2 separate regions of the Cricetulus griseus genome follow, and region 2 is linked to region 1. A link is a contact called in public Hi-C data. All regions are on one chromosome and are shown on one strand. The core of a region is the stretch at or near the end of the contact, and the rest is flanking DNA. Distances in the headings are between cores, read along the strand shown. Region 1 overlaps Daam1 (disheveled-associated activator of morphogenesis 1). Region 2 holds the start of Daam1 (disheveled-associated activator of morphogenesis 1).

Region 1 (6,096 bases), core at 1,167-3,666:
AAATAACTTGGCTGTCTATACTTAAGTAGGAAGATTCAGGGTAGTGAACTGAAGCAAGGAATGCTGATCTCTATACTAGCTCTCTTTAAATTACACCATAAAAGTGAAGAGTCCACTTGCACCTCTTGATGAACAGGTTCTACACAGTCTATATCATCTCATTTGAGGTCAGTGATCTCTACAGTGTGATGATATCTATAAAAAGTTTCCCACAACAGCTGTTACTCCAATCCTATCATTAGTCTAAATAACGATACAGCACTTAAGTACTAATGTCTTTCACCAAAGTTCAAAGACAAATTGGGAAGCATGACTAATTTTCAAGCAGCAGTAATAATACACATTGGGAAAGGAGTGAAGGAACATGGAGGCATTCCAAAATGTGTGATGTAGATGCAGGAGTGACACACATAAGCATAGACCCGAGGAAGAATGAGGATGAATTAGAGCAATTTAGGATATAGTACCTACCACTATTTTTGAACATCCAAATGTTGAAATCCCTCTGCCTATTTGAAGCACAAATAAAACCTTTGAATGTAGAGTCATATGACCCTTTTCAACACTCACCTGTATCAATCCGTGTACACGCATGTGCCCTCGCGTGCACATGCACACACACGCACGCACGCACGCACGCACGCACGCACGCACGCACACACACACACACACACACACATACATTTACTTCTCCATAGTCAGTGAGGACAGTAAAAGCTCAGATACAGCCAAGGCAACCCACCCATTGCCTTTCCTCTTCTCCCCTGGCTTATCAAAATGACAGCATAAACATCCAGGACTCACCACAAGTTCACTGAACATGACATCCAGCTCCTCCACAGGGGGCATGGGCAGTGCTGGCTCCATGGTCTGAAGTGCAAAGTTGCTATCATTTCGAAGCCGATATGTGATTTCTGGGTGGTCATTGTTTCGGAAACAGCAAAAGATAAACGAAATTCCGCGTCCACCTCTCTTCCTTGGGGCCATGGTTGAATTTTCTCCTATTTCCTGATATTACTAAACTCTGTGAAAAGACAACATGACATGGTTGAGTATGATAGACAAAAAAGTTTTGAAAAATCAAACCAATTCAAAAGAGAGTTCCCTATGTTTCTGGCAACATGAAGACTCTACAGGAAATGGGGGGGGTGTGTGGCAGAGAACCCATGTCCTTCCATTCCCTTAGTGAATGCTTCCTTAGGCCAACTGTGTACAAAAAAATGCAGCTCCAGCTACTGCACCCTGCAACATGCTCTGACCAGTCCAGCTGACGGCCATTCTTGGTATGGAATTCTTTTTCCTCAGGAATGACTGTTTCTAAAACAGCAGACAGAAATCGTTTCAGAAAACCACAACCAATAAAAATGCAGAGTTGTGGAGCCCAGTCCTAATGGACACATCTACAAAGTGCTCCCACACCTAAGGCCCAGGGAACATTGCTGAATAGACACCAGAAAGATTGTAAGAACCAAAGGATCAGGGAGTTTGCCGTGAGATTGTGTCTCCTAGAAGCTACACCCATAAAGTCTGACAAACATGACAGCCCAAATGTGAGCTAAACAAGGATGATACCAAGGAACATACCAAACAGGATGGGGAAAAGCCCACAAAGTCTCAATCCCATGCACAAAGGAAAAACAACAACAACAACAAAAACCATAGGCAACTAAGCTGGGAGTGGGAGAGGTGGTCTTATCCTCTCCCACCAATTGGTTGCCTGGTGTCAAATGATAACCCTTGAAAACATGCATATAAGCAACATTATATGAACGCAACAGGTTACATTTTGGAGTTATACATGTATAAAAATACATATATGCATGCAATAACTATTATTTAAAAAAAAGAGGCCAAGAATTTGAAGGAGAGTGGGAAAGGGTTTATGGGGGGTGAGGGGTTAGAGGGAGGAAAGGGAAGGGAGAAATGTTGTCACTAAATTATAATCTCAAAAATAAACACCAACCACAAAAACAAAAATAAGAACGATTGTTTCTTCTTTGGTCCCTAGTAAATCTCATTATCCTTGTTTTCAAATTAAAGCTTTATATTTTTTCTTTTATTTATTTAATTATTTGTGGGAAGGGACATTTTGTGCCACAGTTCATGTGTGGAGTCTGAGGACAATTTGGGGGAGTCAGTTCTGTCTTTCTAACATGAAGGTTCCTGGCACTGAACTTGAACTCAGGTCATCAGTCTTGGTGTTAAGTGCCTTTACTTGTTGAGCCATCGAGTCAGCCCTCAAACATCCTTTAAAGTCCTACTTCAAATTCTGTCATCTCTCTTAGGTTGACTTAATACTGAATAGATGCTCAGGCATCCACCTATCTGTCCTAGCACGTGTGCAGTCCTGTTCTTTATCTGTATCTTCTGTTAAATAGTGCTAATTCAAGCACATGGCCTAATGTACTTTGTCTAAAGCCAGAAACAGAGGAGTCACTCTGCAAATGTTTAACATAATTGAAGTTAATGACAAATCAAGAACTTTAGGGATTAGTGCTTTTTAAACAGAAAGACATGAGTCCAACAATAAGGGAAATAGTGAAATAAATTCATTAAACAGAACAAGACATCCAAATACGTAAGTTAAAAAAAAAGTTCAAATGCTATTTTGTACAGACACTCTACCCTGCAAGATAACAGGGTGTTCTCAGAACGTATTAAGATTTATAAATATATACAAAGATATTACTAACATTAGCCTCAAAAATAAAAGGTTTGGGGAGCTGTGCCTTTCTGTCTTGTAACCCTTTAGATTTTCATCATAAGTGTTTTTAAGCCCATCCTGAATTAGGAGTCCCAGCCCATGTAAGTAGTACTAACTTAACTGTAATGTCAGTAACTGTAATGTCAACATGCTCCTACCAGGAGATGGGAAACAGACAAGAGAAGAAGCTAGACGCTTTCCAGTAGCTATCCTAGCTTATGCAGCAAGAGACAAGAGCTCCGTCTCAAGCAAAGTGGAAAGTGACAGGGTCACCATACTTTAGAATTGTGGACAGGTGACTTGCTGAAGAGCTATAGAGAATGCCAAGCCCCTGGGGGGGGGGGAGGAGAGACAGCTGATTACAGAGATGAAGTCAATGATACCACATTCACAATTAAGGACAAAGCAGTTTGTTCTCCCACACAGGGCTAGCAGGTGGCAGGCACTTCCTAAAAGACAAGAAAAGACCCAAGGGGGAGGAGAAGGTCTGCATCTATCTAAACTTGAACTGATCTCTGGGCTGATATACAGAAACAGGCTCAGAACTGTGCTGCCTCCAAGGTGGAACTGAAAGCCAGTGGGCCACAGCTATGGGGGACACATGCAGTTCTCTGTGAGTGTGTGTGTCTGTGTTGGGGTGGGGGGATAAGGTAGCAGGAAGGAGACCCTGGCTGGCACTGTGATCTTCAAACCACTCCTCTTAGGAATGCCCAGGACTATGATGCACCCTAACAGTCTCAGAAAACTTCTTGCAATTAAAAAGAACATGCACAGCTAGCTCATCATCTCCTGAGCCTCCACATCTGTCCCATCTGCCTTTCCACCTTCCCTTGGGTTACTGCATCTAAAACACACTGATCGTGTTAGCTTTGACCTCAGAACCTTTGCACCAACAATGTCAAGAGACTGGCAGGTTTAGGTCTACTTCAGTACATGGCTGAATCCTCATGATAAAGCACTAGCACTCTCTCAAAGAGGCCACCCCGATTATGGTCTTTCCATATCCCATGCACTATCCTTTCATCCTGATGAAAAGTTCTTCATAGCAGTTGCCACTAGCTGGAATATCCTATGTGGTTATTTAATGAAGGAAGAGCCATGATAGTAAATACTTAAGGAATACTTGTTAGTATCCAGGCATCTGTACTGGCCTGTCCTTGGGGTTCTGACAGGATATGCCCTCAGCTGCAGCCACTAAGAGAACCACCTGTGCATATTCACTATGTTCCCTTTTAAACAGGCCCTGCCCACCTCCCATCCCTCTCTCTCTCTCTCTCTCTTCTCTCTCTCTCTCTCTCTCTCTCTCTCTCTCTCTCTCTCCCTCCCCCCTCCCCCTCTCTCCCCTCTCCTTCTTCCTGCTGCTCCCAACCCTGGAGACCAGTCTCCCCCTTCTCCTGTCCCTAATAAAAAACCTTCTTCTTGAACCCTGTCTCATGGCATCTTTCTCTCATGTGCCACTTTTCTTAAATTACAACAATTCTGAATTTGCATATTCTAGCTCATTTTAAAGGGCTCTACTTCAAAAGGTTTACCAACTCTGGGGCATGAAGATGAAGGTTGGACACTTAAGTTTGGCCTATAAGGTTTTCAGCTTTTAAAAATCAATGTATTATACAAGACTGTTGTACTTAACAATACAAATAGAAACACAAAACAGAGACTAGAAACAAGTATGTCAGCATTTAAAAGTAGCTCTGGAGAGATTTTTTTTCTTTGGTTTTTGTCCTTAAGTTTTAAAAGTGAAACTCACTCTATCAACATAGAGAATCTACAGACCCCACTGTAGAAATCACCACCAATTTTTTTTGGTTTCCTCATTAATATTTTGGGTAAGTTTTTATGCATAACTATGTTTTTATACATAGTTTTTATATATAACTATGGCTTACAAACACCTCTGGGATTGAGCCCTTATCGGTCTAGGTGATGAGGGGAGTGTGCAAGGTTTCTGAGCATGTGCAATTTTAAGTCCTTGGGACATGAAGGGAGGGAGGGACGTGGCCCTGCAAGATGACCATGTTGGCTCTGAATTAAAGAGTCAGCTTAGACATCTAATATCTTATTGAATTGGAACATGCATTTCTTGGTCTATAGTTCACATGTATAAGGTCATACAACACACATGTGGTACTTGGGAGTCCCTGGACAAGTGTTCATCAGTACCTGCTATGTCCCCTATATAGTGAGCACCTAAGGATTCAGAAATGGTAACTTAGAGCCAGGGAACAGTTGTGTGTCAAATCATTAAAACAAAGGTAATATGGCATGGCCTTCCAGAAAGCTCCAGGGAAACCAGCAATAGGATCTGGAAACAGTCCTTGACAGATGAGTAGAGTCAGGAGCGAACAGGAAAGTGAGGCACCCCAGAAGAGGGGATAGGGCAAGCACTGATGAGGGGAGGGGGCACTGCCAAGGGTGTTAGGCTTGTGTAGCCTGAGGCAGGCTAGTGCACATCCTCAATTTCCTATGGGAAGGCCCTGGGCTGTCATTTCCTTGCTCAAAAATCTGCTAATGGTTCCCTCAGTACTATTCTAAATTGGCTTTCAGTGCTCCAAATTGGATTTTAGCCCAATTTTCCTATGTTTTCTATTTAGTTACTAATGTCCCACTTTATTCACAGGCCACTTCCTATGCCCCCCAAATATCTTATACTCCTATCATTTTCTACCTAGGTAGCCCCTTGTTCTTCATGACTTCTGTCAACATCCTCCCGCCCTGCCAGTACCAGTCTCCAGAGCACTCAGACTGTGAGACATCTGTGGCTGATGGCAGCTGGAATCTGGCTCAACATTTCTTAAAGCAATCTATCAAAGCCTTAAAACAGGCACACATTCTGACCTAGTATTTCTGCTTTTGGGAATATACCCTAAATGCTTGCTCAGAGACACAATCAAAGATGTTCTCTCTTTCTACCCCCTCCCTTCCCCCTCTACACACACACACAGACACACACAGACACACACAGACACACACACACACACACACACACACACACACACACACACACACCAAACCATTATCCAAAACAGCCAATAAATAGGAGCAGAAAATAAGTGATAATGATGGGAAATCATGTAAAAAAAATGTTATAATGGCACAAAGATGTTGGATCAGCAGCAGCTATTTGTAAGATACTTAATGACATGCTCATAACTGTAGATACACATTATCACATTTTCATTGAAAGTCCACATGCATAAAAGCATACGATGAATGGGAGAAATGTATCAATATCAGCAGTAGTTGACTCTGCTATGTGTGGATCACCTTGACTTTTGAAGACATAAAGCCTCTCGAATGCCCTATATTGTTATAATGCACACTATTCGCACGACTAAAGAAGACATCTTTTAAATAATTGATGTGATTACTTGCTAGTTTTAGAAAAAGGA
Region 2 (6,409 bases), core at 117-2,616, 67 kb after region 1:
TGGCAACCGGATTCGTCTTGCAGGCAAACTATGCTTCAATTCACTAGGTCCGGCTCGAATCTCAAGAAACTACCAATTCAATGAGGGCAAAACGGTCACGGGCAGCATTTGCCATGGATGCTCCATGGAGGTTGATGATGGGAGAGAGGGACTGGAGAGCAAAATTCTATTCCTGAGCACAGTAAAGCATGTGATGCGGAGGGGACAGAACACCACAAACCTTGGCTGTAAGGAACGTGCAAAAGACCTTAGAAGGGTCTGATGAATGTGTGAGTCTAAAGGAACGAATGAAGCTAATGAAGAAAGGGAAGACAAAATCCAGAGGACTTTAGAGTTGTCGGGCCGGGCCTCGCTTAGGTCTCCTCTCCAGCCAGGAGACTAGCCAGTCACAAACAGCTGGTAAACCCGATTATCCAGCCCTCTTGCCCCTACAGCGAACCTTATCATTAGGTTATCCTCCACCCCGTCACCCCCAGGGTTGTAGGGAAGGCGTTTAGCCCCCGCCCAGGTAGGTGCCCTTTACAGGCTTGATTCGGCAGACCCAAGAAGACTGAGATGTGCCCCTCCGAAGCAGGACGCGGGGAACCGAGTCCGGTCCCCGGGAGGCGCATCTCCCCGCGTCTCCGCCAGCCGCCTGCTCGCGGCCTCCGCAACGCCAGGTTTCCCTCTTCTCCCAACACACAGTAAGCACGGTCACTGCCTGGATTACAGCCACTCTATCCGTTTGAAGTACGGCTAGACGTGAAGGTGCCAGGGATGGTGAGGGGCTCGCTGCCACCACGGTGCCCACAATCGTACAGAGCCAGCGGCCCGGGAGCGCCGCCCGCTGCCGCAGCTGCCGCAGCCCTGGCCCGAGAGAACCCTCGGGCGGGAGGCGAGCTGTACCCGGCCGGTTCCACTACCACGGAGCGTCTAGGAAAGAAAGAAGGGAGGGACCCCATCCTCGGGGACGCCTTCCTTCAGGCTCGCCTCGTTCCGTGCCGCGCTGCAGCCATTTTCCAAAGCCTAGTTTGGCAGCCCGTAGCAATCTGGGTCCCGTTCCCACCCAGACCCAACCTGAAGGACGAGTTTAATATTTACCTACTGGCCCGGGAGCTCCGGGAAGCAGCAGGAAGGAGCGCCGCCAACAGCGCGAGGAACCAGCACGCCCACCCCGCGCCACGGTGCGGTGCCGCTAATGAATGAGTACGGCGGGCGAGCCGAAGCGTCCCCTCACCTGAGCAGCTGCTGCATGCTGAAAAGGCCGCTCTGCGTTCCCGGTACAATGGGATCCGGTTAAACAGTTCCCTTCACAGCCGCTCGTAGGTTACCAACTCGCAGGTGACATCACCCTCGCCTCGTCTGATAGGATACAATGTGGCGTCCACTGCGCATGGGACGCCCTGACCAGGCCCTTAGGATTCTGGGAGTTGTAGTCTAAATCCTGCACACAGAGCCGAAATAGCTTCTCCATCCGCGCCCGAAGGAACTACATTTCCCGAGGTGCCTCTCTTCCCTTCTGTGCCCGCCTCCTACCCGCCCCTTCAGACCCGCCCCCTCCCCGCCCTCCAGTCGAGCAGTGCCTGCGGTGGTCGTTCAGAAACCAAGCAGCAAACTGCTTGGCCAAGAGGGAGGGGCACCCAGCGGCCGTGCCCTTTGACTTGACCTCTGTTCCTGCCAACGAGCCGGTAGGCTGCGGGACCAAGGGGCGTCCTGAACTCGCGCACACCTACCGGGCACTTCTGATCCACTGGGCTCTCCTGCCCCCAGCTGGGAAGGGTCCATAAAAGCCTTTCCCTGCCTTTTCCATAGGACTCCAGGGGTTCTGTCTGGGTTGAATACCGAGCCTGTATTTACCCCTGTCCCCAAGGATCAAACAACGCCAGCCGTGAAAAGAAGGAATCCCCTTGCACCACACTTGGATCAGTTCACCTTTCTCCTCTCTCTCCTTCTCCCCCTTTTTAACCAAGACCGAGTAGCCAAGAAGAAAGACAGGAACAGCTTATTCGGCTGACCTGACAGAAAAACTGGCGGCTGTCACTAATAAAAATGCAGTGTAGTAGAAAACAGAGACAGTTGCCACAAACCTGCGTCCGCTAGCCTGCTGCAGTGGAGATAATACTATCGCATACCCATGCTTTTGTTCATCCCTGAAGAGACTTCCGCCCTGGTGGCTCACAGCTCCTCCGAAGACAGCATGCATGTCTAAAAGTTTTAGTTAATCATGCATTCATAAAATTTAAAAATCCGCAACACTCCCTCCACCTTCGCTCCCCACACGTTTTCTTTTAAAACTGTAAATTTTTTTTAAACCTTAAAGTAAACAGTATCCTGCAAGGATTGCCCGGATCAACAGACACCTAAATGTGTATTCAAAGGTAAGCAAAGGGTGTATAGTGGAATTCTGACCCTTCTGGCAGTTTTGGTTTTAATACATAAAAGTGTTCTGTGTCTCCATCTCTTTCAATGAATACCAAACATGAAAAATTAACAGGAGGAGCAAATCTCCAGGTGTCTTTTTACAAGAAAAAAAAAAAAAGCATTTATTCAGCTTTCAGTGGTACTGCTATGATGAGCTCACATGCCCACTTCCACCAGCAAAATTAAGATTTAATTCTTAGGGAATGAAGATTGACAATTAAAATTTCCAACAACTCTTCACCTAATTGCTGGTGGAAAGTCACCACTCATCTCCCCTTTTCATCTTGAAATATTAAGGTTCAAGTGAAATATATTCTTGGATGACAATCTCAGAGAAAGTGTAGCTTTGTGAAAGAGGAGGTTTACTGCTGAATTCTCATTTTCTTTTGACGAGCCTATTCTGTACAAACCAGACCCATTTTCCTCCACGGAAGCAGTATAACTCTGTTGCTCTTCTGATCTACTCAGTCCATCTCAAATATTATCTTAAATGGAACCCAGACAACACAAATGTTCCTTTGGCCATCAGACCAAGGGGACAAGCAGTGATGCTCTAGCTAATGGGTAGGCTTAATGTATTGCATAGTTTGCTGTGGGAAAATATTCAGAAAGAAACCAGACCTAGGATGATTCTAAAGGCTCCCTGAATCTTTTAACTGTAGAAAGCTTTTAGGTGGAAACGTAAGCAGTGAGCTTGAAATTTACTGAGTCAATAAATTGAGCTTGGAGCCTTTCTATCAGGCAAGGTTTATCCTTGTGGATGAAAGCATACTGTTAAGGTACACTCAGAGAAATAATTTTCTAGAAATCACCTTTCAGCAAGCTCTCTTGGTTCTTAGCAACAAAGAAAAGGAATAGACTCTTGCCCAAAGCAAAAGAATCCATTCTCCATAACAGTATTGCAGGGTGTGCCATGTCACCCAGCTGATCTCCACATGGAAAGCACAGCCTGCACAATAGACAAAACAGGTGTGTGTGTGTGTGTGTGTGTGTGTGTGTGTGTGTGTGTGTGTGTGTGTGTATGTATGTATGTATGTAGATGTGAGCTTTCATCAATCAACTCTAAATATAGATAATAGATAGAAGTCTTGGTATTTGAAAATGGTTTTCTGTAAGTGATGATGGATTTAAACTGATCCCTGCACACTGTTGCATTGGTAACCAAGGGAAACAAGATGGCTTTTTAGCATCAGAAATGCTGTCTGTGAACCTGAAATCAGTGGAAGCCTAAACTTTCCATGATGGCATAGAGGAACTCACACACACACACACACACACACACACACACACACACACACACACACATTTTCACACACTCATTGTGATGCCCGTATTTAATTCTTTCTGTGACTCAGAAACCATGAAAAGCCTTCATTCTTTCTAGCTTAATTTACATTCTGAGCCAAAAAAAAGGGGGGTTTCTTTACTTTTGCCCTATTATTTTTAAACAACTGGTGCTCTCCTGCAATTATCTTACAAAAGGCCCCATATCACCCACCAATCATCGACTATTAATCAGGAACACTTGGAGCCATTGAGAATAGACTTGTCTCTATGGAGAAGGTAGGAAACAAAGGCATCATGGGGCATGCTGCTGATAATTCAAAATAACATCTCCAGTCTCTGGTTACAAGGTTTTACTTTGGGGAGGAATATGACGGCAACAGGGAAAAATGAACATTTATCACTTTACATGTGTTATCACGTAACAGCTTGGTATTTCACAGCAGTTAAGGCTGTGTGTTGAACCTGGGTTTGAGATTGGGCCATTTTACTGTTTTGTGCCCTGCAACTTTGCTTATGTGTGTTATTTATTCTCTCTGAGTCTCAGTTTCCTTTCTTATAAAATAGAATTAGTAAGAATACTTCATACTTTTGCATATTAGATGGGGCATATAGGAACACTTTTGGGGGGGGAGCAGAGTTAGGGTTTAGTAAAGATGTTTTAAGATCCACTTAAGCATGATAGTTAAGAGAAAGACTGGCTCTCAGAAGAAAGTAGTACACACCCGAAAGCATGGGCCCGGGCTTTGGAAAGAGTAGCAGAAAGTAAGGCTTACTCATATGTGAGTGCAAGATCTTTAATAGAGCATTGCCAAAGACTTAATAGTTGCTCTCCACAAACTAATGATAAAAGCCTCTTGCTGAAGTCAACACTTGCATATCTCCTCGAACACAGGGAAGTCAAGCTGGTGTCTAACGAGAGCCTCCACTCCTACTGATTAATGTTCATAGTTCTGGAAGGTACTCTGCATGTTACCAGAGGAAAAAGGTAAGCACCAACCCAGCTACAAAACCTTCCATCTACAGTGATGACCTGCCTGCAGGATATGCTGATGCTGATGCCATGGTGGCATAAACATTGTCAGAGTAACCAACCACTGTCTGATTGGATTTGAGGCCCACTCCATGAGACGGAACTCATGCCCGACCCAACACTGCTCAGGTGACCATGAACCTGAAACTAGAGAGGCCATAGACCAAAGAAAAACTGTTTTTCTGCTAAAGGAACATAGCAATAAAATGACTTGTGATGACATTCTGCTATACCCATACGTCAGTGTCTCATCCAGTCATTACCTGGGAAGCTTCCCCCTACAGTTGACAGGAACTGATACAAAGATCCACAAATGAACAATGTGCAGAGCGTGAAAAACCTTGGAACACTTGGTCCTAAATGGAATGTCCTCTCAAAACCCCTTCCCTCGGGGCTCAGGAAACTATGTGAAAGAGGAAGCAGAAAGATTTTAAGAGCCAGAGGGGATGGATGACACCAAGGAAACAGTGTCTTCCAGACAAAAGAGGACTGATGAACTTGTGAGCTCTAAGAGGCATGTGGCTGCAAGTTCAGGCTCTTCACAGGTCCAAACCAAGTCAGGTTCCCACACTGAGAGAGAAGTGGACATGAGATCCCATCTCTAACCAATAAACTCTAACTGACAACAGCTTGCAAGGGAAAAAAAAATTGGTTTTCTTCAAGTCTCACCTGGCATACAAACCACACTTAAGGGCAGACGCCCTGCCCAGCAGTAGATGGCCAACACACAATGAATTTAATGGCATTTTTGTAGACTTTTCATCTCATAATGCTTTGTTTGGGGCGTTTTTTTACCTTACTGGTCTTTTGCTTACATATTATAGTTTCCGATTTTGTGTTGTTTTTATGGGTTGTCTGTGTGTGTTTGCCTGTCTGCATGTATATGTATTTCTCATGCTTTTTCTTTATTTTTTGTTTTGTTTTGTTTTTTATTTGCCTGTTTGTTTTCTAAAGAGAGGATTCATGGAGTTGGAAGGGTGGGGAGGCCGGGAAAGATACAGGAGAAGATGAGGGAAGGAAACCTATCCTCATAATGTATTATAAAAATGAATTATTTTCCATAGAAAGAAGAGAGAGTTGCTAGAAAAACATTTCTAAAACTCAGAACGATAAAAATGTTAGTTCTTACAGCCACTTGCAATTTTCCTTGCTGGACTTAATTTTGAAAGAGTTAATAAAAACTCATTTAAGTCAATTCTTATTCATGACAACACATGATTAGGAATTGTATTATATGTACACCCTATCTTACTTTAAACCACAAGTAGGCAAAGGTAACTTAGAAGGGAAAAAAAGAGAGTGGGAACTGCAAAGTGGAATAGTGCTGTTTCTTGGCTTATTCTTAGGTATTAACTTCTTCTTCCACAGGGCCCTGCTATCCTCAGTCTCACGAGGAGTCTTTCCCAAGCTTCCCAGCATGGAGAGGCACTTCTGAGACTGAAGGCAGAAGGAAGGAAGAATTTCTCCCTTTCTCCACCTCCCTACAGAAGGTGTGGGTGGTGTTTCTGTGGGAAGTCATGGCATGTTAAAATCCCAGCTTCTTCCAGGTCATCCTGGCCTGGATTAATACTATCTCCTTTTGTTCTTCCAACCTAGGAATGAAGATGGCCTCCTGCCTCTGCTAATTTCTTGGTTCCATTTTTTGGCTTCTGAGGTCTTTTGTCACAGTTTTCTTTTTTATAATTGCTCTAG

The links. A called contact is a pair of places that touch in the nucleus more often than the background predicts.
Region 2: a Hi-C map of the CHK-Q cell line shows a contact between it and region 1, with 3 times the contacts expected there. The contact joins the promoter of Daam1 here to the enhancer-like site in region 1. A contact is called at or near these places in 2 of 8 Hi-C or Micro-C datasets (the CHK-Q cell line and fibroblasts).

Annotation. Positions count from the first base shown.
Region 1 is chr5:131,527,900-131,533,995 of CriGri-PICRH-1.0, forward strand. It overlaps Daam1 (disheveled-associated activator of morphogenesis 1), which reads right to left. Exons shown (of 25, transcript XM_027418217.2): 2 at 805-1,024. The coding sequence starts at 987. Among named protein-coding and RNA genes, the nearest start is that of Daam1, 67 kb to the right of the region's middle. Within about 2 kb of position 2,417, at least 1 of the 6 cell types and tissues checked has open chromatin away from gene starts, as enhancers often do.
Region 2 is chr5:131,596,335-131,602,743 of CriGri-PICRH-1.0, forward strand. It overlaps Daam1 (disheveled-associated activator of morphogenesis 1), which reads right to left and starts at 1,367. Exons shown (of 25, transcript XM_027418217.2): 1 at 1,217-1,367. LOC103162537 (a long non-coding RNA gene) reads left to right here and starts at 1,542. Exons shown (of 2, transcript XR_003485919.2): 1 at 1,542-2,357; 2 at 4,580-6,342.